Linked DNA regions of Urocitellus parryii: region 2 is linked to region 1. A link is a contact called in public Hi-C data. All regions are on one chromosome and are shown on one strand. The core of a region is the stretch at or near the end of the contact, and the rest is flanking DNA. Distances in the headings are between cores, read along the strand shown. Region 1 holds the start of Maip1 (matrix AAA peptidase interacting protein 1). Region 2 holds the start of Kctd18 (potassium channel tetramerization domain containing 18).

The links. A called contact is a pair of places that touch in the nucleus more often than the background predicts.
Region 2: a contact with region 1 is called in a Hi-C map of muscle, with 4 times the contacts expected there. The contact joins the promoter of Kctd18 here to the promoter of Maip1 in region 1. A contact is called at or near these places in 2 of 2 Hi-C or Micro-C datasets (liver and muscle).

Annotation. Positions count from the first base shown.
Region 1 is chr1:248,987,623-248,992,543 of mUroPar1.hap1, forward strand. It overlaps Maip1 (matrix AAA peptidase interacting protein 1), which reads left to right and starts at 3,197. Exons shown (of 5, transcript XM_026399301.2): 1 at 3,197-3,683. The coding sequence starts at 3,234. It overlaps Tyw5 (tRNA-yW synthesizing protein 5), which reads right to left and starts at 3,127. Exons shown (of 8, transcript XM_026399300.2): 1 at 2,841-3,127. The coding sequence starts at 2,918.
Region 2 is chr1:249,489,030-249,494,186 of mUroPar1.hap1, forward strand. It overlaps Kctd18 (potassium channel tetramerization domain containing 18), which reads right to left and starts at 3,779. Exons shown (of 6, transcript XM_026399314.2): 1 at 3,709-3,779; 2 at 1,049-1,276. The coding sequence starts at 1,205.

The sequences.
Region 1 (4,921 bases), core at 1,947-4,446:
AACTTTCCTATGTTCATACATGAATACAGGACCAGTGTAACTCCACATCATATATAACCACAAAAATGGGAAGTTATACTCCATGTATGTATGATGTCAAAATACATTCTACTGTCATGTAAAACTAAAAAGAACAAATTTAAAAAGAGAAAATTTTAAAAATAAAGTTCTTCATATCCAATGTTTTTTTACACCCTTTATGAGATTTAAGTTACAATATCCCAGTTTGTATATCTTTCAACTTGCTTCTAGTGTTTGTCATATAAATTCTTTTCTACTCAAACATTAATCTTTTATTACACTTGAATTTTGAGTTATTGTTATAAGGCCTCCTAGAAACCTAGATTATAGAGGAATTTATTCATATTTTCTTCTACAACTTGTATAGTCTCAGTTCTTCTGATCTACCAGCAGTTATTTTATTTTTATTTTTATTTTATTTTTTGATACTGGGGATTGAACTGGGGAGGCACTTAACAATTGAGTCACATCCCCAGCCCCCCACTTTTTAAAAACATTTTTAAAAATATTGTATTTAGCTATAGGGTCTTTCAGAGTTGCTTAGCCTCACCAAATTGCTGAGGCTGGCTTTGAACTCACAATCATTCCACATTAGCCTCCAGAGCCATTGAGATTATAGGTGTATGCCACTATGCTGGGCTCACCTGTAGTTTATTCTTGCATATGGTGGGATATATCTAATTTTATCATTTTCTTTTTTTTTTTTTTTGGTACTGTTATAAGGCCTCCTAGAGACCTAGATTATAGAGGAATTTATCCATATTTTCTTCTTCAGAGGTGCTTTACCAGTAAGATACATTCCCAAACCTTTAAAAAAATTTTGAGTCAGTGTCTAAGTTGTTGAGACTGTCCTGGAACTTTCAATACTTCTGCCTCAGCCTCTAGAGTTACTGAGATTACAGATGTGGGCCATGAGGCCCAGCTAATTTTATTGTTTTATAAATGACTTTTCAGTTACCTTAGCAACATTAGAGCAATGAAACTACTTTGTATGATACTACAGTGATGAGTATGTGTTATAAGTTTGTCTAAATCCACAGAACATACATCAAGAGTGAACCCTCAAAATGATATGTAACAAATGTATCACTCAGGTGGAGGAGGTTATGCATGTTCGGGAATAGGAAGTATATAGAAATCTCTGTCTTCTGCTCAATTCCAAAGTGAAATTAAAACTTCTTTATAAAATAAAGTCTAAGCTGGGTGCAGTGGCTCACATCTGTAATTCCAGTGTCTCAGGAGGTTGAGGCAGAAGGATTGCGAGTTCAAAGCCAGTCTCATCAAAAATGAGGCACTAAGCAACTCAGTGAGACCCTGTCTCTAAATAAAATACAAAATAGGGCTAGGGATGTGGCTCAGTGGTTCAATTCCTGGTACCAAAACAAATAAAGTCTATTTAAAAACCAATTTTTGCCCCAATAAATTTTGAAATGCCATGCTCATTACATACTATATATTTCTGAATATATACAGAGAGAAAGTACAATATTGAGTTCTCTGGACTTCTATTCATCTGATCTGTCTATTCATGTACCTGGTACCATTCACAATTATAGTTATTAGAGCATGTTAAAAAATCTGATAGGACTATATTCAATCATCTTTTTCTTTTTAGTGTTTTGGGCAAAAAGTTCTTCTCCAATTTTGTTATTAATTTTTAGTTTTACTGCAGTATAACCAGAGAACATTCTTTGTAATTTTCTACTTTATGAAACTTAATGTTTCCTTTGTGACATATTATATCTTGTCTAGGAAGTTACAAAATATCTTTTTTTATGCATCTTACAAAATACTTCCACATACATAATTCTATCTTCACAATGCCTTGTAGGCATTATATGACTAGTATATAGAAATTGGGGACTAGAGGAGAGCAGGAACAATCCATCTATCCCTACTCTCCAAAATAAATTAAATGTTGAATGAATGTCTCCTGTGGGTTGTCAACAACAACAACAACAAAAACCCTTCAACCCTGACTTGTAATTCTCAGAACTGCAGTTTTGTGACCGCCCTAATAGATGTAAGTATCCAGGAAAATTGCTAGGAGATCTTTGTTATTGTTTTGTCTTGTCGTACCTTAGACACACTTTTGTAACGTTTCTTTATTATTATTATTATTACTATTATTATTATTATTATTATTATTATTAAAATACCTGCTGGGTTCCTAAATTCTTCTTTAAGTCTAGACTCTTCGTACAATTCAAGTAAAAATATTTTTTTCGCCTTAATATTTCTCTGAGTTTTCTTTTAAAGAAATGAGGGATTCCAACGTCTGGAATACAATCCAGGTTAGTTAAAATCCAAGACCAGTGAAAATTTTTTCTGGAGATTTCTATTGCTTCCCCTGATGTCTCCTTGGAGTGAAAAGTTTTCACCTCCAAATCTACCAATTCGGGAGTAGATGGACAGGCGCCCTTCGCACCAACAGGGAAGCCGCAAATTCTGCCCTCCACTTTAGAAAACCCGGCAGAAGATGAGCACCCACGGCCACGGTAATGGGAGACGTCTTCTCAGCTCTGTATGAAGCCGCTTTTCGCAGCGAGTAAAGAAGTTAAGCAAAATGATTCTTCACCCAGGAGTCAGCGCGCCCCGCAGAAACCATGAGTTGGTTGTTTTCTCCGGTATTTTAAACAAATGAACCAGTCGACATGCCCCAAGCGCCCTCTCTTTTGGCTGAGGAGCCGACCTTGTCATCGCTGCAGCCTGCTGCCTTTTCCCCACACCCTGAGCCACAAGAAACCAGTTGGGAGCTGGTATAGTACGGACGTGTATCTCCTGGCTTCCCGCGGATGTGCCCCGCATAAGGGCCTCACCTGTGGGTAGAAATGTTGCATGAACTGCTCCCGCGTAACGCCCTCGAGCCGAGGTACCGGGATGCGCTGCCCGGTCATGGTAGCTCACGTTCCCTTCTTCGAAGGCCTCGGAACTTTGGCTCCAAAGCGTACGTCAGCGTGTGATCCGCTCGGAAACACGACTTGAGGAGAAAAGGTCCGCGAGTCCGGCGGACTTCAGAGGACAGCTGTCTGTGCGCCGGGATGGAAGCCAAAGGGCTTGTGTGTTAGAGAGCGGCGATGGACGGATTCACCAGAGGTGGCAGCAACAGGCCAGCTTTGCTCTCCAGTCCCTTGCTCGGAAACTGCTAGGTGGTTTCCCATCGGCTTCCTTTCAGCGGGCACAGGCAAGCAGAGGGGTGAAAGGTCATAAATATGGCGCTGGCCTCCCGTCTGCTACTCAGTCCGCTGTTTACTGGGTCCTTTCCCGGCGGGCTTATCCGACTCCGGGCACCCGGTGCGGCCGAAGTGAGGCTGCGGTTGGCCGGGCTTTGTTACTTCTGCAGCCGCCGCCTAGGCTCCGGATTGGCGCCGTTCCCTCGCCGCACTTGGAACTTGGAGGCCCTGGTGCTGCCTTCTCCGGGCCGCCGGCGACCCCTGCTCAGCTCCCCGAGACTCCCCGCAGCCCTCGCTGCTTACCCTGTTTGCTCTCGGCGCGACTACAGCACGGAGGAGCAGCCCCAGCAACGCCAGAAAACCAAGATGATCATTCTGGGATTCTCCAACCCCATCAACTGGGTTCGGACTCGAATTTATGCATTCCTTATCTGGGCCTATTTCGACAAGGAGTTCAGCATCGCAGAATTCTCTGAGGGGGCGAAGCAGGTTTGTTTCCCTAGGTGACTGTTCTCCTCTCACGCATTCAGCTGTTACAGAAGTGTTTTGATTGGGGTCACCTCACTCAAAGTCAAATTAGTCAAACGTTGGTGGTGACACAGACACCAAGCCCTTTGGGCACCTGGGTGTGTTTGCATGGTCGCAGAGGAGGTGTCCCAATAACAGGCTAAGGTGAAGTCCCCCAGTGGTCTTTTTCACTCTACAGGTTTTACATCAGACAAATGGATTTGAGACCCATTCCTGACACTTCAAAGCTATTCGGTCTTTTTCGGGGCATGATTTTCCAAATTTGCAAAATGGAGAAGACACATAGTAGACACTCCAGAAATAGTTACTGAATAAATTGAGTGGAAGAAATTATGGTGGGGAATGAGATAACACTTTCAAACTACTAGAATATAATTTCGGATAGAAAGTCGGAACTTCCTAACTTTTTTTTTTCTTAGAGTTTTTTAATATTTATTTTTTTTAGTTTTCAGTGGACACAACATCTTTATTTTATATTTTATGTGGTGCTGAGGATCGAACCCAGCGCCCAGTGCATCCCAGGCCAGGGCGCTACCCCTTGAGCCACATCCCTAGCCCTTCCTAAAACTTTTTGACAGGATCCCCCACCGCCTCCACAACTCCTTAGAGGATAACCTGGGGATGAGTAATTTTACCCTTTCAAACAGTTTGCTGAAACTATCTGGGCTCTGATAAGTGCACAGTACCCAGCACACCAGGAATATTTAGCTTTTAGTAATTCATAGCCCCCTGACTTTGTTATGGCCCTCTTTCTGAGTGACTGATAATATCTTGCCTGACACTTGCCACATAATGGTCACTTTGAACCCTGAGATAATTTGCAGATTTTGTGTGTACATGCATTTTTGTAGAATCAAAGGCCATCTCAATCTTAATAGATTCTCTTAGTTTGTCATTCCCAAACATGATGTAACTATTGATAAACAAGTCAGTTTGTTTTCCATTTAATACCTACATAAAGCTTATAATCATACCATCAGTATGATCATTTTACAGTATTGATATTTTTACTCCTAATTTATTTCCAATTATTTTTATAATCTCAGCCATTTAGGTATGCCACCTTTAATAAATATTTTTAACTTTATGTAATCAGTGCTAGTAGTAACTCCTGTTTCCTGTGTCCCTGAGTCAACTCTTGACTATTATATGTTTATAAAAAAATAAACCAAAGCACAAGTTTGATTAATATGTCTACT
Region 2 (5,157 bases), core at 2,529-5,028, 500 kb after region 1:
AGTGTGAAAACCGACACTTTAAAAAAGAAGGAATGCCACGTTGGTACCACTTTATGGTAAGAATTTTCTTAGACAATTTAGTAAAATCAGAAAAAAAAGAAAAAGCTTCTGCATCACATACTTCGTATTTTCTTTTCTCCCTTGATTTGTTGAGAAAAGGATTAAGGAGGTAAAAATTGGGGCAGAGAATAGAGCTCAATCCCTGGTTACCATAAACATTCTGCACCAGGGATATCAGGCTGTGGGTACCAGACATCAGTGATTTTCCATTCTTTCAACTGCATGTAGATGACAAAGCAACCTCCCAAGACCTTGAGTTACTAACAATAGAATGGCATCGTGTGCTCAGGACTTCTCGATCCCAGTTCTCTAATACAGAACTAGAGTGGGTTCTGAGACTCACAAATAGTGCAAAAGCCACTCTTGGGGTGATAAAGATAAACCAGTAGTAGGTTCAGTGACTGTCACAATACTTGAAGAAAAGAGAACAGACCCAGACCATATTATTATATTTTATAGTTTCTTCTAAAACATCAACTTTGGAGACCAAAGGTATCACCACACTGCCATTTCCTCAACTACGCATGTCAGACCACACCACACAATACAGCTAGGCCAAGTGGCAAGGGCAACTCTAATTTTACAACATCTGCTTTGTAGGATATGAGGGCAGCTACTTTTCAGAGCGAAACACATTTTCTAACTTGAAGAACACATAGAGAAGCTAATATATTTAACCAGTCTCAACACCTTCACCCATAAGGTCCCATGACAGTAATAACTTTCAAAATACTATTAATCCCCATAATCACGTCCTGGTTGGCCTTCATGCGTTCACTTCTTTGTTAACTTTCAGCAACAGCATCACAGATTTTAGAAACTCGTATTTAATTTCTATGTACTTAATGAATCTCCATACAGCCCTAATGATCTCAATAATTAGTAGACTAATATATTCCAATGTAATTAGGAAAATCAGAGGGAATTTAAAATAGATTCCCATTCTAATGAATATTCATGATCATGCTTCCAGACTTTAGAAATTTACCTGATTCATCTGTTTTTAGAGGAAAACGACCACTGAACATAGATGCCAGCATAGAATCCTTAAAACGGCACAAAGACTCTCGCCGGGCTGTGTAAATACAGCCACCCACATTCAGCCGAAGAATATCGAGCACCTCTTCTGTCTTGTGGCCTGCCATTGCTCCCTTGGACACCTAAAGGTTTGCCTCACACTTTCAAACTTCAAAATAATGGCAGTTCAGGACCTCCTCTGTAAAAACAAAGGACAATCATCACTGACATTTTCAACAATAAATTAATGATAAAATAAATATACTTGAATATGATTTTAAATCACTTCCTTAGAACTGGCAATGTTGAATTGAAATATTTTATAGAATACAAAAGAAGTTTGGGGCTGAGGTTGAGGTCCAGTGTAGAGCGCTTGCCTAGCACATGTGAGGCACTGGGTTTGATTCTCAGCACCATATTAAATAAATAAATAAATATTAAAAAAAAAGAAGTTTAAGATATGCTGAGAAGTCGGAAAACTGGCCTGAGAATTTATAACAGATCATAACCTATCATCAACTAAATCACAGCTGCTGAGATGACTTTAGAGAACTAAACATATGTCCCCATACAAAGCAAAGGTGAGGCACACTTATGTTATTTGGTATTGACATGAAGAAGCTACCTGGACTGCAGAGGACATTTGTGTATAGCATGGAATTGAGCTGCTAGGCTTTTACCATTTAGTTCTGAGATCTTGGACAAATTATTTATCTTCCTTTTCTTGTTTCCTCATCTATAAAATGGAGGCAGCAATGGTGCCTACATTAAGGACTAACAGAGGAATAAATAACAGAATATATAAAAAGTATTTGGAATAGTCTCTAGCTCAGAGTAAGTATGCAATAAATGACAAATATGCATAATAAAATAAATTTTACCATAAGGTATTTACTGACTTGATACTGACTTTGTAGATTAAAGGAAACAAAAAAGCAGAAGTTACTAACAAATAATTCTAATTCTTAAGTTATATCACTTATCAATTGAGAAAAGAATTCTGTAGCCAGAGTAGTCTAGAACTATAATTGACACCTCTAAGGTATCCAGTTTCTTCACTCTAAAATGGCTAAAGCTTTGGTGATGTTTTAAGAGTTTTATTCCTTAATCCATTCTGGAGATTGTTAACCATAGGTGTCTGTAGTGTTTTTACAGAACCTGAAATGATACTGTGCTAGGAAAGATGCTCTTAATAATGAGAATTTTCAGTACCTATATACTTCATAGCAAGTTTAAAATGGCTGCCAAAGGCGCAACTACATCCAGGTCAATCCATTATTACTATGTGATCAACTCAAATCCTTTTGTAGATAATCCTATTTAGGCAGTTGCCAATAAAATGGAGAAGACCACATATGTGGATCATGGTCAATAGACAGAAACTATTATGGGATAAAAGTTCAGTCTTACAAAACCATTATGGATGTGACTTCTTGCTGTCCAGAAGTCCTGGGAGCAGCACTCCAAAGATTCACGAGAAAATGGCTTCTGAGTCATGGGGTGGCACTGGTTCCCGCTACCCTAGTTACCAGCTCCCTGGAATCCTATCTATTCTTCATGGCATTGACAGATCTCTTTTCTTGCATGAACTTCCCAAGTACCCACCCCAAGTTAGAATCCTTACAGTTATTCAAATGTACTTTGTACTTCTGCCCACGTTTCTATCCACTTATTTAACCGCGACTTTTTTCTTATTTGTAAGCTTGAGGAAGGCAAGGCTGGTGTCACCCTTAATAATTCCCATTTACTGAATGCATGTGCCAGCCACTACAATTCACAGAAAAGCCTTATCCGATAGGAATTACTGACCCTATTGACAGATGAAAATACTTGGATAAAAAAATAAGAGTGATGTGTGCAGGGTCCACATTGGGACCTACTCATAAGTGATGGAACCCGTTGCAATCCAGGGTAGCAGGATCCATCCCAAGTTCTTCCAGCTGCACCCCGGAAGCGACTTCCTTCAGGACTGCTCCACCCTTATGGCTCCTGATCCAGGACCCTTCACTCACGAAGCAGCGGTACATTTGAAGACCTGATAGCTACAGGAAGGCAGCAGCACCCTGAATCCGGGGGCTAAGAGCTCCTCCCCCACCTCCAGGTGATCTCTCCTAAGACTGAGGACCATCATCAATTCAAGACTAGATCTGTGGCGGTATTCCCCAAACCCCATCCTCAGATGCACCCATTTAGGCTTCCTTCTATGTGAGAAGGGCATGGCTCAAAGGGGCTGTGTCCCTGATGTGAGGTTCTGAGACCACCTGTATCAAAACCATAAGGACGCTGGTTGAAAATGCAGACTCCCAGGCCACAGCAGAATCTGGTTCAGTCTGAGAGGGGCTCGGGATCCGCCCTAGGACGGAGCAGAAACACTGCTCAAAGGACTCACTCTTCCTCGGAGAGGGACGAAAAGGAAGGGGTGGAAAACCAGAAAGCCCCGCGGGGGTCTCCAAAGGCCCAAGGACCCCGAATTGGTCAGAAGCCCAAGCCTGCAGCCCGGGGCGCCGGTATCATCAGCACGGCCCGGGCCTCCTGGGGGCGCCCCGCCTCCTCCCGGGCCCGCGGTCCGCGGCCCACCCGGCGCCCGGCTCCTTCGCACGGGCGGGGCGCGGCGGCGGCCTCCCGACTGACCTGCGACCGGCCGGGCCCTCGGCGCAGCAGCCGGACGCCGCCGGGCCCGACGCGGAAGTGATTGCCTTCTCCGCTGCTGGGCAACTCGTGGAACAGAGCTGCCCCAGCGGCGCCCCCGTGCGGCCGGTCGGGCTGCTACGGCAGGAGGAAAGGAAGACGAAAGGCCCCGCCCCCGATCTGCCCACCCCGCCCCCGGCCCCGCCCCGTCGGCACACTCCAGTTGGGACTTCTTCCTCGCCCCGGGGCAAGTTGCCCAAAGCCAAGATTTATTAATTTATTGTGGATAAGTCTGTTTGGGTAGTGTTTGCGATTTACATGTCTTTTTCACACAAAGGATTCCTGTTTATCTGTGACAACCCTGTAAAAGATGACTTTATTCCTGTGTGCAGCAAGAAAATTGAGACAGGAGCAAACATTAACTGAACACTTTTGTACAACTGACACTGTGCTAAGAAGTTCTTTGCTGAAATGCTTAATTTCTCCTTAATAGTCAACCCAAAAGAATTCTTTCGGTTTCTGGTTGCACCCTATCTTGTACAAGGGACTGTGCTGGACATTAAAATACAGTCCTGTTTTCAAAGCACTTCTCCAGAGTCCAGAATAATAAGTTCCTAATTCATTTGTCTGGGTTTTTGAAGGGAAGAAGCCAAAGAGAGATAAACCTGCCTACCTCTACATCATCAGCTATTAACAGTCTCAGGGACACTGGAAAGGGTTTGCTCAATTTGCAATTACTGAGCACTAGCTATGAACCAGACACTGGGAGTGAAGAACTGAACAAGATCATGTGGCCAACTCATGCAGCTTAAATCTAGTACAATGATCAGAACAGTTTTTCTGTAAATATTTTAGGCTTCGTGGATCATACAGGATTGATGAACTCTGTTGATACAGCGTGAAAGTAGACATAAACAATATGGAAATGAATGAATGCTGTTGTTTTAGTCAGCTTTTTTGTCACTATGACCAAAAGACCTGACAACAGTGTAGAGAAGGAAAAGTTTATTCAGGGCTCACAGTTTCAGAGGTCTCCATCCACAGAAGGCACCTCCATTGTTCTGGACCTGAGGTGAGGCATGGAGGGTGAGTAGGAGGAAAGCAGCTCCCAAAGGCCACCAGGAAGCAGTGAGAGCTTCACTATCAGGGAGGAAATATGTGCCCCAAAGGCACACTCCCAGAGACCCACCCTATTCAATCACACCCTTCCTGCCCAGTTACTATTTACCACCCACTTAATCCATTCAAGTGAATTAATGCATTTACTAAGTGAAGATTCTCATAACCTAATCATTTCACCTCTAAACTCTTGCATTTTCTAAACATGAACTTTGAGAGGACACCACAGAGCCAGACCATAACAGTCATGTTCCAGCTTTATTAAGGACACTGAAATTCAAATTTCACATATTTTTAAGTGTCATGAAATAGTCTTTTAAAATGTGCTATTGT